Regions from separate parts of the Pan troglodytes genome. Here region 2 is linked to region 1. Evidence: chromatin contacts called from public Hi-C data. All regions are on one chromosome and are shown on one strand. The core of a region is the stretch at or near the end of the contact, and the rest is flanking DNA. Distances in the headings are between cores, read along the strand shown. Region 1 holds the start of UBE2K (ubiquitin conjugating enzyme E2 K). Region 2 holds the start of PDS5A (PDS5 cohesin associated factor A).

Region 1 (5,818 bases), core at 852-3,351:
TCTCCTCTTGGTTCCTGGGGCGGGAGTTTAAGAAATTCTCTTTTGCCTTGTGCCCCCACTGATTCGCCTCCATTGGCTATTTCCATGTTTGCCACCACAATTTTAATTACTTTTGGTAAGACCATGTATTTGTGATATTTTTATAATAGATATTTTACTGATTGGCCAGGTGAAGGAAGTGCATGAAGTATAAACTTCTGAAATGACACCCTTATTACTTATTCCAAAATGTTCTATTCAAAATGCTTCTCAGTACCAAACCATTATTACTATGCACCTTAGAAACCACTTTCTTTTTTAAAAATTATTATCTTTAGAGACAGGATTTCACCATAGGGCCCAGGTTGGTCTCAAACTCCTGGGCTCAAGTGATCTGCTCCCCCTCGGCCTTCCAAAGTGCTGGGATTACAGGCGTGAGCCACCGCGCCCGACCAGAAACCACTTTCTTTTGTTTGTTTGTTTGTTGTTTTTTTTTTTGAGACGGAGTCTCGCTCCGTTGCCCAGACTGGAGTGCAGTGGCGCAATCTCGCTCGCTGCAAGCTCCGCCTCCCGGGTTCACGCCATTCTCCTGCCTCAGCCTCCCGAGTAGCTGGGACTACAGGCGCCCGCCACCACGTCCAGCTAATTTTTTTATATTTTTTTAGTAGAGACGGGGTTTCACCGTGTTAGCCAGGATGGTCTTGATCTCCTGACCTCGTGATCCGCCCGCCTCGGCCTCCCAAAGTGCTGGGATTACAGGCGTGAGCCACCGCACGTGGCCCAGAAACCACTTTCAAACTTACTTTCCACTTAAAATATTTTATACTTTTTGTTTTGTTTTGTTTTGTTTTGTTTGAGACAGAATCTTGCACTGTGGCCCAGGCTGGAGTGCAGTGGCGCGATCTCGCTCACTGCAACCTCCCACCCCCAGGTTCAAGCGATTTTCCTGCCTCAGCCTCCAGAATAGCTGGGATTACAGGTGCCTGCCACCACACCTGGCTGATTTTTGTATTTTTAGTAGAGATGGGGTTTCACCATGTTGGCCAGGCTGGTCTCGGACTCCTGACCTCAAGCGATCCGCCGCGCCAGCAAAAACGTTTTAGTCTTATCTGTACTCATTTACTCATTCAATATTTATTGAGTGCCTACTATCACCAGGCACCTTTGAGGCCTAGGTTTACAGAAATAAGGCTCCCCCTCCCCAACCCCGAGTCCCCTGAAGGGTACTGTAATTGTTTCCATTTCTCCAATTTTCACTTTAATATATGTGAATTTTCACATGCTTCAGTTCAGTGGTTCTCATAATGTGGTCCCGGAACCAGCACCAACAGCAGCAGCAACTGGGAGACTTGTTAGAAACGCAGTCTTAGGCCCACCCAACACTCTAGGGATGGGCATAGGAGTAAGTGTGTGTGTGTGTGTGTGTGAGAGAGAGAGAGAGAGAGAGAGATTGTGTGTGTGTGTCAAGCTCGGTATTAAATAGGTCAAAGATCAACATCTGGCTTCTAAACCCACCCTCAGGCCTCTCCACCGAGTACCTGTCTCAAACCCAATCTGATCCAACAATAACCAGCCTTAATTCAATAATCTGTGCTACCTGAGATGATGGGAATAATCGTGGTACTATAAATGTTGCAGAACAAAAACGACTGCAGTAGATTTTCTGGGGCTACACCAACTGAAAATGGGCCGGACCGAGATCCGGGAGAGCGTTTTCCTGCGCTAGACACGGCGTTCAGCCTCCGGGTTCCGGGTCTAGCTGAGTCAGGGCGGCGTTCCAGCCGAGTGCGGCGTCGGAAACCCGTTCGGTTGCGCCCGAACCTTCGGTCAGAGGCCAGCGCTGGAAGCCCAGACCACAGCACCCGGGTTTAAACAGGAGCGGAGGCGCCGGGAAGGACCGGGGGGGCCGGCTAGGGCCGGCCAGCTTGGAAGCCGCACCCTCGCGGCCCCAGACGCCGGCAGGGCGGAGCCACGCGGCCGCAGCCCCAGCCGAGACGCGAGCTCGTGGCTCGGGCGTACGGGGGGCTACAACGGGAGCGGCTGCGCCGCCCGGCCGGGTCAACGTCGTGCGCATGCGCCGACCCGGCGCCATTTTGGTGGCCGGGCGCGGAGGTGATTCCACACTGAAGGGAGCGCGGCGGCCAGGGTGGTAGTGGCAGTGTTCGTGTGCTCAGGTCTGAATCGCCGAGGGAGGAGGCGGTGGAGGAAGAGGTGGCGGCGGTGGCGGTGGTCGTAGCGGTGGCGGAGGAGGCGGGTACGAATCAGCTGCGGGCGGAGACATGGCCAACATCGCGGTGCAGCGAATCAAGCGGGAGTTCAAGGAGGTGCTGAAGAGCGAGGAGGTCAGAAATGAACTCCCGGATATCCCCTACCTCTGCCTGGGGCGGGAGGGTCCTCCCAGCTGCGACCCCGATATCCCCGGTAGTCCCTGGGTGGTCCTCCTTGCGGCCGCCCTTCTGCCTGTGAGGAAGCACCAGTGTTCCCCTCCTCCTTCCGCCGCCTTCCCCTCCCCTCCCAGAGCGCTAGGATGGACGGTCTCGCGGGCGGGTGGTCTGGGGTGGAACATGGTTTGGGGAGGTGATGGACAGGGGGCAACTCCTCGGAGGGGTGGAAGCTCACAAGAGAACCCGAGGCGGTGGCCGCAGCTGGAAATGTGGCTGTGGGGTGGGGAGGGAGCAGGCCGAGCCTGAGAAAACCCGGGAAGTGGGTTGGGGGAAGGGGAAAGGTGGTAACTGGATCCCAAGAGCAGTGCTGCTCGAAGGCCCACACTTTTGAGGGTATTCGGGGTTATTGCCTGTCAGGCCTTCACTGTTCTTTTCTTAGGGAAGGAGCAGTGAGTCCTTAGGTATTGATTAAAAAGGAAGGACATTCAGAGTTAGTCCTTCTTAGTTGGGTGTTAGGAGTCAAAGGGAGACATAATAGAATACTGTCGTATTTGGTGGCAGGGGTAAGGGAATTTTCACCTGAGTTAGCAAGTTAATTCCAAATAAGATAATTATCTCTTTTCCACTTATCCCCCAGATTCCTAGGCCTCATCTTTATTGACATCTCAATCTTTTGAGTGGGCAAAGGCAAGGTGTTTGGTGTATTAAAGACATGTAAATATTGTTAGTTAGGAAACAAATAATGGAATGTATGAGTAGCTTATTTCAAAATATTGTTTACAAGTTACAGATCAGAGAGACTGTCCTAAGACAGTGCCTCTGTGACTCGTGTTGTGCCACGAAACTTCATTATAATGTCCCTCATAGTTAACTTGATTCTTACTTTTGAAAAGCAGACCTATTAAAAATGTGAAATTTCACCAGATTAATACATTGTTTCATCTCCTTATTGAGATTTATCACGACTTAACAGATTTTCAAAAAAGTTGCCTCCCGTTGCTCTTAAGTCCTGCAGAATTTAGATACATTTGTACTACGTTTATTTATGTAAGATATTCACAGTGCTCTAGTAATTTGACTCAAAATTATGCAAGTATTAGTACAGTTTCTCATACCAAGATCAACAAGAATGCCAGATTGTCTTCCCCACATGAATTAAACAAAAAGTAATACAGAAAATGATTATTTTTAAGATTCACATACCATTATTGAATATATCATTGCTATTTGTGTTTTTCTTTTACGGTTAGTACTTTAATAGTGTCAATAATAATTTGTGAAATTCAGCATTCTAAGTATGTGATGAGTATACATGGAGAAAAAATTATTTAAAATTCAAAAATGACAACAGACTTATTGAAAGTAGTATATAAGTCATGGTCGGTTTTACAGAGCATGTGTATGAACTCTGACCTCTATGTTTGTTCATATGCTAAAACTCTGAATGGAAGGATGACTTTGTATTTTGTGGTACAATGCAGAAGTAGAGTCATAAGTGTCTGTACTGATACAATGAAACAGCAATTTTAACTTATTTAATATGAAAATGTATTCCAGGTTAGTTGACATATATACTCCTAATGAAAGATAGCAGGTAATATTGTTGCCAACAACTGGAAACATTTCTTGTTTAATAAGGTTGTACAAGCCTGAAACTTAATAGACTTTTAATGCTTTATTTTCTGTTACTGTAAGTAACAGAAACAGTAAGTTACTACTCTGGTAATTAATGTGGTCTCTTTGCTTTTTATGAGCTGACTTTTCACCGTGGTATTCTTAGTACTAAGTTGAAGATTACCAGAAATACTTGTATTGCTCTCTAGTAATGCATATTAAAAAAACACTGCTCTTTATACGTAAGGGATGATGAAGCCTTACTTCAGATAAGCATCAAAAGTGTTTCAGAAGAAGAAAACAGGAAATGCAAATAGACAGGTTTTTTGTTGTTTTTGTTGTTTGTTTGTTTTGTTTAGAACAGTACCTGTATAAATATGGAAGGAAACTTCAGGGAAAATAAGTTGCAAAGAACATTTAGGAAAGGGTCACATCATTTAATCTTGGAATAAATATAACCAATAAATAGCTTATTTTCACCAGTATTTTTTGATATTTTAGTAGCCCCAGTTCTATAAGTGTATTGTTATTTTCAACTCATTGAAGACTTGTAGTATAGTCCATGTGTTTCCTTTTTAAGGGTGTAAATACAGTCTTTTGAATGGCTGATCAAATAAATGTTTCATCATGTCACTTTTTTGGTAAATCAGCACTTTACCGAAGTTTATTTCATGTGTTTGTATGCTTGTGTTTACTAAGAACCCTGGTTGATTTAAGGACTTTTTGGGGTGGCCTTATAAGTGCCTTTGTAAAGATAGCTGACGCTTACTGGATTCTGGTTATGAGAGATTATAAGTGGCCGTTCTTAGAGTGTGTTAAAATACAGCCAACAAGATAAATGTGAAAAAGCAAGGTGCAGAATACTGTGGAAGAGGCCACCATTTGTGTCAAAAAGAAGGGAATGTGTGTATTTGCCTGTATGGGTAAAAGGTTTCATGAGAAATTGGTAAAATTGATTGCTTTCTGTGCAGAGAGTTGGGTGTCTGGGGCATGGGGTATAGATATTTTTTGAATTTTGTGTCATACAAATGTGATTTACTTAAAGGCATCATTTGGCCTCTTTCCCTTAAGACAGTGTTTGGAAATTTGTCAGATGTTTCTTTTTATTTATTAATATTTATTTTCTTTGTTTTAGATGTTTGTTTTTAAATATGAGTGTGAATTTTAAGTAGTTTTAAATAATATTCCAAAGTTGTTAGGCATGGAATATTGATGTAAAGTACATTTTATAATTAGTTATTTTATGAGTAGGATTACATAAGTAAATTATTGATTGTGAGGATATAAACCCATAATCAATGTTTTATTCATAAGTTTTATTATTTACTATTAGTTATTGCTGCTGTAAATAACTAGCTGCCATTTGTAGAATGGCTAGTTGTTCTTAGTATCATTTGTTTTTACGTTATTGCTAATTCTTAAGAACAGTTCTTTAGATGTCCTATTTCCTAGATGAGAAAATAGAGATTTAGAGAAGTTAAATTATTTGTCTGCAATCACAGAGCCTGGGATTTGGATCTAGGTCTGCTTGTGTTCATATTGTACCACGCTGTCATGACTTGCTAAGGGTAGGCATGCTTTTAATTAATTTAAAAAATCGAGCCTGGTTTGTATTACTGGTTAAAGGATTTAAACACAGTTTAATTTGCTAGTTTAAACTCATTGAAATAAGTGTTACCTATAATTAACTTTAAGATTTACTTGAATTTCTTTCTTTCATGTTTTTTTTTTTTTCTTTTAAGAAGGAATCTCGCTCTCTCGCCCAGACTGGAGTGCAGTGGTGCGATCTCAGCTCACCACAACCTCTGCCTCCCAGGTTCTAGAGATTCTCCCGCCTTAGC
Region 2 (5,818 bases), core at 1,138-3,637, 280 kb after region 1:
CAGTTTCCTAGCCGGACTCACTGCCTCTGGTCTTCCCCTACCTACTCCAATCTAGCACCAATTGAGACAACCAAAATGTCTCCAGCATTGCCAAACATCTCCTGGAGGTCAAAGTTGCCCTGACTCAGAACCACTGCTTCAAGCTGTTCCTACAAGAAGAATATCACTTATTTGTTAAGATTCTGGCCACAATCTATGTCAGTGGAACAGAAACCAAAAAACTAACAAACATGAGGTTGAAATTTAAAACCTTAACCTTAGGACTGCCATGCTTAAACAAAATTAGCTGACACCTCATAAAAAGGGCCATAATACTCTTAAACTCCTTTGAACGTATAGACTTAAATCATCTTACTTTAAGCCTGAATTATGAAAAGTCTGTACCTTCTGTCAAAGTTTAACCACCATATATACATATTTAAGCTTCTGGATATAGAAAATTATGCAAATTTTTAAAAAGGACTTTGCGCTTTAATCAATCCCCTTCAGAAGCTGAAAATAGGAAACTTCTTAGGCAAATTACTGCCTACACCTAAGTTTGCAAGCCACTCTGAACAGTATTCTCATCAAATACCTCCAGAAAAAACTCTAAAAACACAAATTCTTATGCTTGAAAACCATTAAGTTTTTGAAAAATCACACTCCTTTTAAATTTCCCACAATGGTTATATCCCTACAAAACTCAAAGATGTTATCTGAGATACAACAGTACCTTTCAGAGGGGGTAAGAGATCTAAAAAACTTGGAACTCTAAAGGCCAGACTGAGCAGGGTAGCAGTATCACAGGAGAAAGCGCCTTCTACCAAAGACATCAAAATCCGTCCAGACACTTACCTTCAGGCGTTTGATCATCTCGTCCGTGGTGATCTTGTCGGTGATCTCTTTTACCCCCGGAGGGTAAGCGATCTTCCCGTCGCTACTCACGACGCCACAGAGGGCAGTGGCAGGCTTGGGCTGCGCGGTGAAGTCCATCCTGGGGGACAACTTTTGGTTCACAGTCCTCTACCGGCCTCTATCGGTCAGAAAACCAAAGTTCAGCGGGAAAGGGGCGACTTTGTAACCTCTTTTTTCATTTCAAATCTCTCTAATCTGGAAAAGGCCCTGTCTCCCCAGAGGCCGGGGACCCGGCAGCGGCCTCGCCACCCGCTCTTTCCCAGGGATCGAACCCCGCCGGCCCCGCCAACCCGGCCCTGCCAGCCCCAGGCTCACGGGGCTCCTCCGCACCAGCCGCCGTGGCCGCGGGAGGCGCCGAACAGCGCCAGGAGTTTCCCATTCCGCCTTTCACAATGAAATCCACCCCCGAGCACCAGGGTCCGAAGTTTGGCGGCCCCGGGAGGCCGGCAAGGACCCCAAGGCCCCCGCTCGGCGGTGGGGAATTACCCAGTCCCGCCCGGCCAGTCCCCTCCGGGAAACCAGACCCGAGGCCTATAGGGCTCGGCTTAGGCCGCAAAACTAGGGACCCAGCGGACCCACGCGCAGCGGCGGCTCCCGGGAACAAAACGCCCTTGCCCAGCCAAGCCTCGGACCCGGGGTAGTCCCCGCCGCGCTGCCGCCCCTCCCCTGTTCCGCTCCCTCACCCCCGCGGGAGGGGAAAACAAGCCGCCCTCCACCCTCAGCCCCACGCCAGGAAGCGGCTGACGCGCCTCCGCACTTCACATTTTGTTCCTTCAACTTCGGCTGAGGGACCCCAGCTGCTTCTCTGGCCCCCGGCCGCTTGGCGCCTCCGGCACCGCCGAGGCCTTCCCGGCACCCTCGGGCGGCCCCACCGGGCCTCGGACCCGCGGCCCCCCCTCCAGTCTCCCCTTCCGTCCCCTCCCTCCAGCAGCCTAGGGCGGGAGCCGAGCCGCCGCCGCCTTTACCTCCTCCTCATGCGGGCGGAAGGTGCATCGAGCGCCCGGGCCTCTGTCAGGTGGTTGCGCCGCCGCCCCTAGTCGGGCTGCACACAAAGCGGCTCCGCGGGTCCCGCCGCCGCCGCCCGCCCGCCCGGGAGCGGCGCTGGGGCTGGCGGTGCCGAGGAGGAGCAGCCGCCGCGGGGGGAGACGCGGGGCGAGTGAGCGCTGGGCGGGGAGACAGTGCCGCTCTCCGTCTGGCCGAGGAAGAGCAGCCTCGAAGGCTCCTCCGGGAGTGTGTGCGCTTGTGTCCGTCCGGGACCCCCGCGGCCCGCCCACACGCACCTCACGCCGGCCCGGACCGCCGACTCGGACCCGGACGCCCCTCGCAGAGGCGCGCGCCCGGCCGTCCGTGCCCCGGGAGCCGGCGCCTCGCGCACACACCGGCCGGTCACGCGAGCGGCGCGAGAGCACGCGAGAGCAGCGCGCGCTCCTCGCTCCCTCCCCTTCCTCCGCCGGCCGTGCATCCGCCTCCCTCGGGCCCGAGGCGGCCGCGCGCAGGGCGGACAGCGCCGCCACCCGGTTGGCGCCAATACCTGCCGCGCGGGGCGCCTCCCGGAGGACCCGACCGGAGAGGGCGAGAGGAGGAGGAGCCCGGGAGGCGGGAAGCGAGCCCAGGTTCCCGCGGCCTTGCGAGGGCACGCAGGGCAAACAGCGCTTTATCTTTCGCAGCGGCGATGAGCTGGTGACTTTTGGGGGTCATCCTGAGGGACATAGAGGGAACTGGTTGGGAGGTAGTTAATTGCTCGGTGAAAATGAACTGATTTCCTCCTCAGGAAGAGATCTGCAAAGTCAAGGAAAGTTGTGCAATGGGGCGCAGCGTGAGCGGCTCACGGGTCTTCTGACAGCCACCCGAGTTGCCCACCCTCCTTAGATTTCTGAAGTTAATATTTTGAAAGCTGCAAAACATGAAAATAGCACTGGGTCGAGTCGTTCTCAAGGTATGGTCTTTGGGCCACCAGGCCTCACAGTCACTTTGGGTACTGGCTGAAAACGTAGGTTTCCAACTCCAAAGATTAAAAAACATAAAAATATATGTTTTTTTAACGTAAAAATATATATGAACATAAAACATATAAAAATATAACATATAAAATAAAACATTAAAAAATATAAAAAATATACATAAACATAAAAATCTCTGAGAGTGGAACCCAGAAATAAGCATTTATTAATTGGGTGGGTGATTCTTGTAAATAAGGAAGAGCTCATTTTTTAAAAATGTTTTAAACCTACCAAGCATTAACGTTTTCTGTCATCCAAAGGAAAACCACTATCAGGTAAAAACAGTGCACGCAGCAGTGTTTGAGCAATTTAATGTATGTAATTGAAACAAATTAACGCAAGAACATACACTTACCTATTTAAAAAAAATCAAGAGCATACACAAAATTTCCGAAGAGAAAGTTGAAAAAAGGATACGATAATATGAAATTGCATTCAGCTCTTGAAACTGACCACTACCATAGTTTAAAATGATATTCGATTGTTTATTCAAATTATTCTTGATGGGTACCCATTGGTCTATTTTTTTCCCACATCCTTTAACGTCAACTTAAAAATAGTAAAGGTACTGCATTTCAGCTCACTGACTTGTTTTTGACGTATTACACAAGAGCAGTCATTGCGAATCTGACACTCCACAGTTGCTGATTTGCTAGAACTCTGCCGAAAAGTCAATGCTTTGTTCTTGGGCATTTACAGTACCAGGCAGAATCCATTTAAAAGTGTCCTCATCCAAACTATTAAGTGGACCAAAAGCTGCTCTCTTTTTAGGCTCTCCCTGTCACTTTTGATATTTCTTTATTTTTTTCTTTTGAGACGGAATCTTACTCTGTCGCCCAGGCTGGAGTGCAGTGGCGTGATATCGGCTCACTGCAAGCTCTGCCTCCCGGGTTCACGCCATTCTCCTGCCTCAGTCTTCCGAGTAGCTGGGACTACAGGCGCCCGCCACCACGCCCGGCTAATTTTTTTTTTTTTGTATTTTTAGTAGAGACGGGGTTTCACCATGTTAGCCAGGATGGTCTCGATCTCCTGAGCTAGTGATCCGCCCGCCTCGGCCTCCCAGAGTGCTGGGATTATAGGCATGAGCCACCGCGCCCGGCCAAATTTGATATTTCTTTGTGTGTTACATTTAATTAAACAACAATGATTTTATCTTTCATTCTCCTCAGTAGCTTGCCCATTATTAAATGGAGTTTTGTATATGTACATATATTTTATTTTATTTATTTTTTATATTATTTTATTATTTTTTGAGATGAAGTCTCACTTTGTCACCCAGACTGCAGTGCAGTGGCATGATCTCGGCTCACTACAGCATCTGCCTCCCAGGTTCAAGCGACTTTTGTGCCTCAGGCCCCCAAGTAGTTGGGACTACAGGTGTGTGCCACCATACCGGGCTAATTTTTTTTTGAGACAGAGTCTCCCTCTGTCGCCCAGGCTGGAGTGTGGTGGTGTGATCTTGGCTCACTACAACCTCTGACTTCTGGGTTCAAGCAATTCTCCTGCCTCACCCTCCCAAGTAGCTGGGATTACAGGCGCCCGCCACTATGCCCGGCTAATTTTTGTTATTTTTAGCAGAGACAGGGTTTCACCATGTTGGTCAGGCTGGTCTCAAACTCCTGACCTCAGGTAATCTGCCCGCCTCACCCTCCCAAAGTGCTGGGATTACAGGCTTGAGCCACCGCGCCTGGCCTTACTGGTTGATTTCTTTTTTTTTTTTTTTTTAACATGGAGTCTCACTCTATCACCAGGCTTGAGTGCAGTGGTGCGATCTCGGTTCACTTCACCTCTTCCTCCCAGGTTCAAGCGATTCATCTGCCTCAGTCTCCCAAGTAGCTGGGACTACAGGCGTACGCCACCACGCCCAGCTTATTTTTATATTTTTAGTAGAGATGGGGTTTCACCATATTGGCCAGGCTGATCTCGAATTCCTGACCTCGTGATTTGCCCGCCTCGGCCTCCCAAAGTGCTGGGATTACAGGTGTGAGCCCCTGCGCCTGGCCTATTTTATTTTTTCGAGACGAAGTCTTGCCCTGTTGCCCAGGCTGGAGTGCAGTGGTACAATCTGGGCACACTGCAACCTACGCCTCCTGGGTTCAAGCAGATCTCCTGTGTCAGCCTCCCAAGATCTGGGACTACAGGCATGCGCCACCATGCCTGGCTAATTTTTGTATTTTTAGTAGAGACAGGGTTTTACCATGTTGGCCAGACTGGTCTCGAACTCTTGACCTTAGGTGATCCACCCACCTTGGGCTCCCAAAGTGCTGGAATTACAGGCATGAGCCACTGCACCCAACCTCCACCAAGCTTTTCTTCCTCGCTCAGTGCCCAAAACAATACCTTATATTATAGGCCTCTTTAAATAATTGTTTCACAAATGAAGGCCTGCCCTCCTGGTGGACCTTAATTTGTTTGGGGAGAAATAGACCAAAATAACAATAATACATGTATATGAAAATAAAGTAGGGAAGAATTGGGCACGGTGGCTTGCACCTGTAATCCCAGCACTTTGGGAGGGGGAGGCAGGCAGACTATTTGAGGTCACGAGTTTCAGACCAGCCTGGCCAGCATGGTGAAACCCCATCTCTATTAAAAAGACAAAAAATTAGACTCAGTGGCTCAGGCACCGTGGCTCAGGACTGTAATCCCAGCACTTTGGGAAGCCGAGGTGGGTGGATCACCTGAGGTCAGGAGTTCCAGACCAGCCTGACCAACATGGTGAAACCCTGTCTCCACTAAAAATACAAAAATTAGCCAGGCGCACTGGCACATGTCTGTAATCCCAGCTACTAGGAAGGCTGAGGCAGGAGAATCGTTTGAACCGGGGAGATGGAGGTTGCAGCGAGCTGAGAAAGCACCACTGCACTCCAGCCTGGGCGACAGAGTGAGACTCCCCGGAGTGAGAGAGAGTACAGATCACATGT

What was found. Hi-C and Micro-C count contacts between places; a contact is called where the count stands out from the background.
Region 2: a contact with region 1 is called in a Hi-C map of stem cell-derived neural progenitor cells, with 4 times the contacts expected there. The contact joins the promoter of PDS5A here to the promoter of UBE2K in region 1. A contact is called at or near these places in 1 of 7 Hi-C or Micro-C datasets (stem cell-derived neural progenitor cells) and 1 of 1 datasets of contacts at active chromatin or transcription factors (stem cell-derived excitatory neurons).

Annotation. Positions count from the first base shown.
Region 1 is chr3:40,024,720-40,030,537 of NHGRI_mPanTro3-v2.0_pri, forward strand. It overlaps UBE2K (ubiquitin conjugating enzyme E2 K), which reads left to right and starts at 2,102. Exons shown (of 7, transcript NM_001246525.1): 1 at 2,102-2,321. The coding sequence starts at 2,259.
Region 2 is chr3:40,302,197-40,308,014 of NHGRI_mPanTro3-v2.0_pri, forward strand. PDS5A (PDS5 cohesin associated factor A) reads right to left here and starts at 2,388. Exons shown (of 33, transcript XM_526554.8): 1 at 1,860-2,388; 2 at 835-1,012. The coding sequence starts at 972. It also overlaps the pseudogene LOC134809848.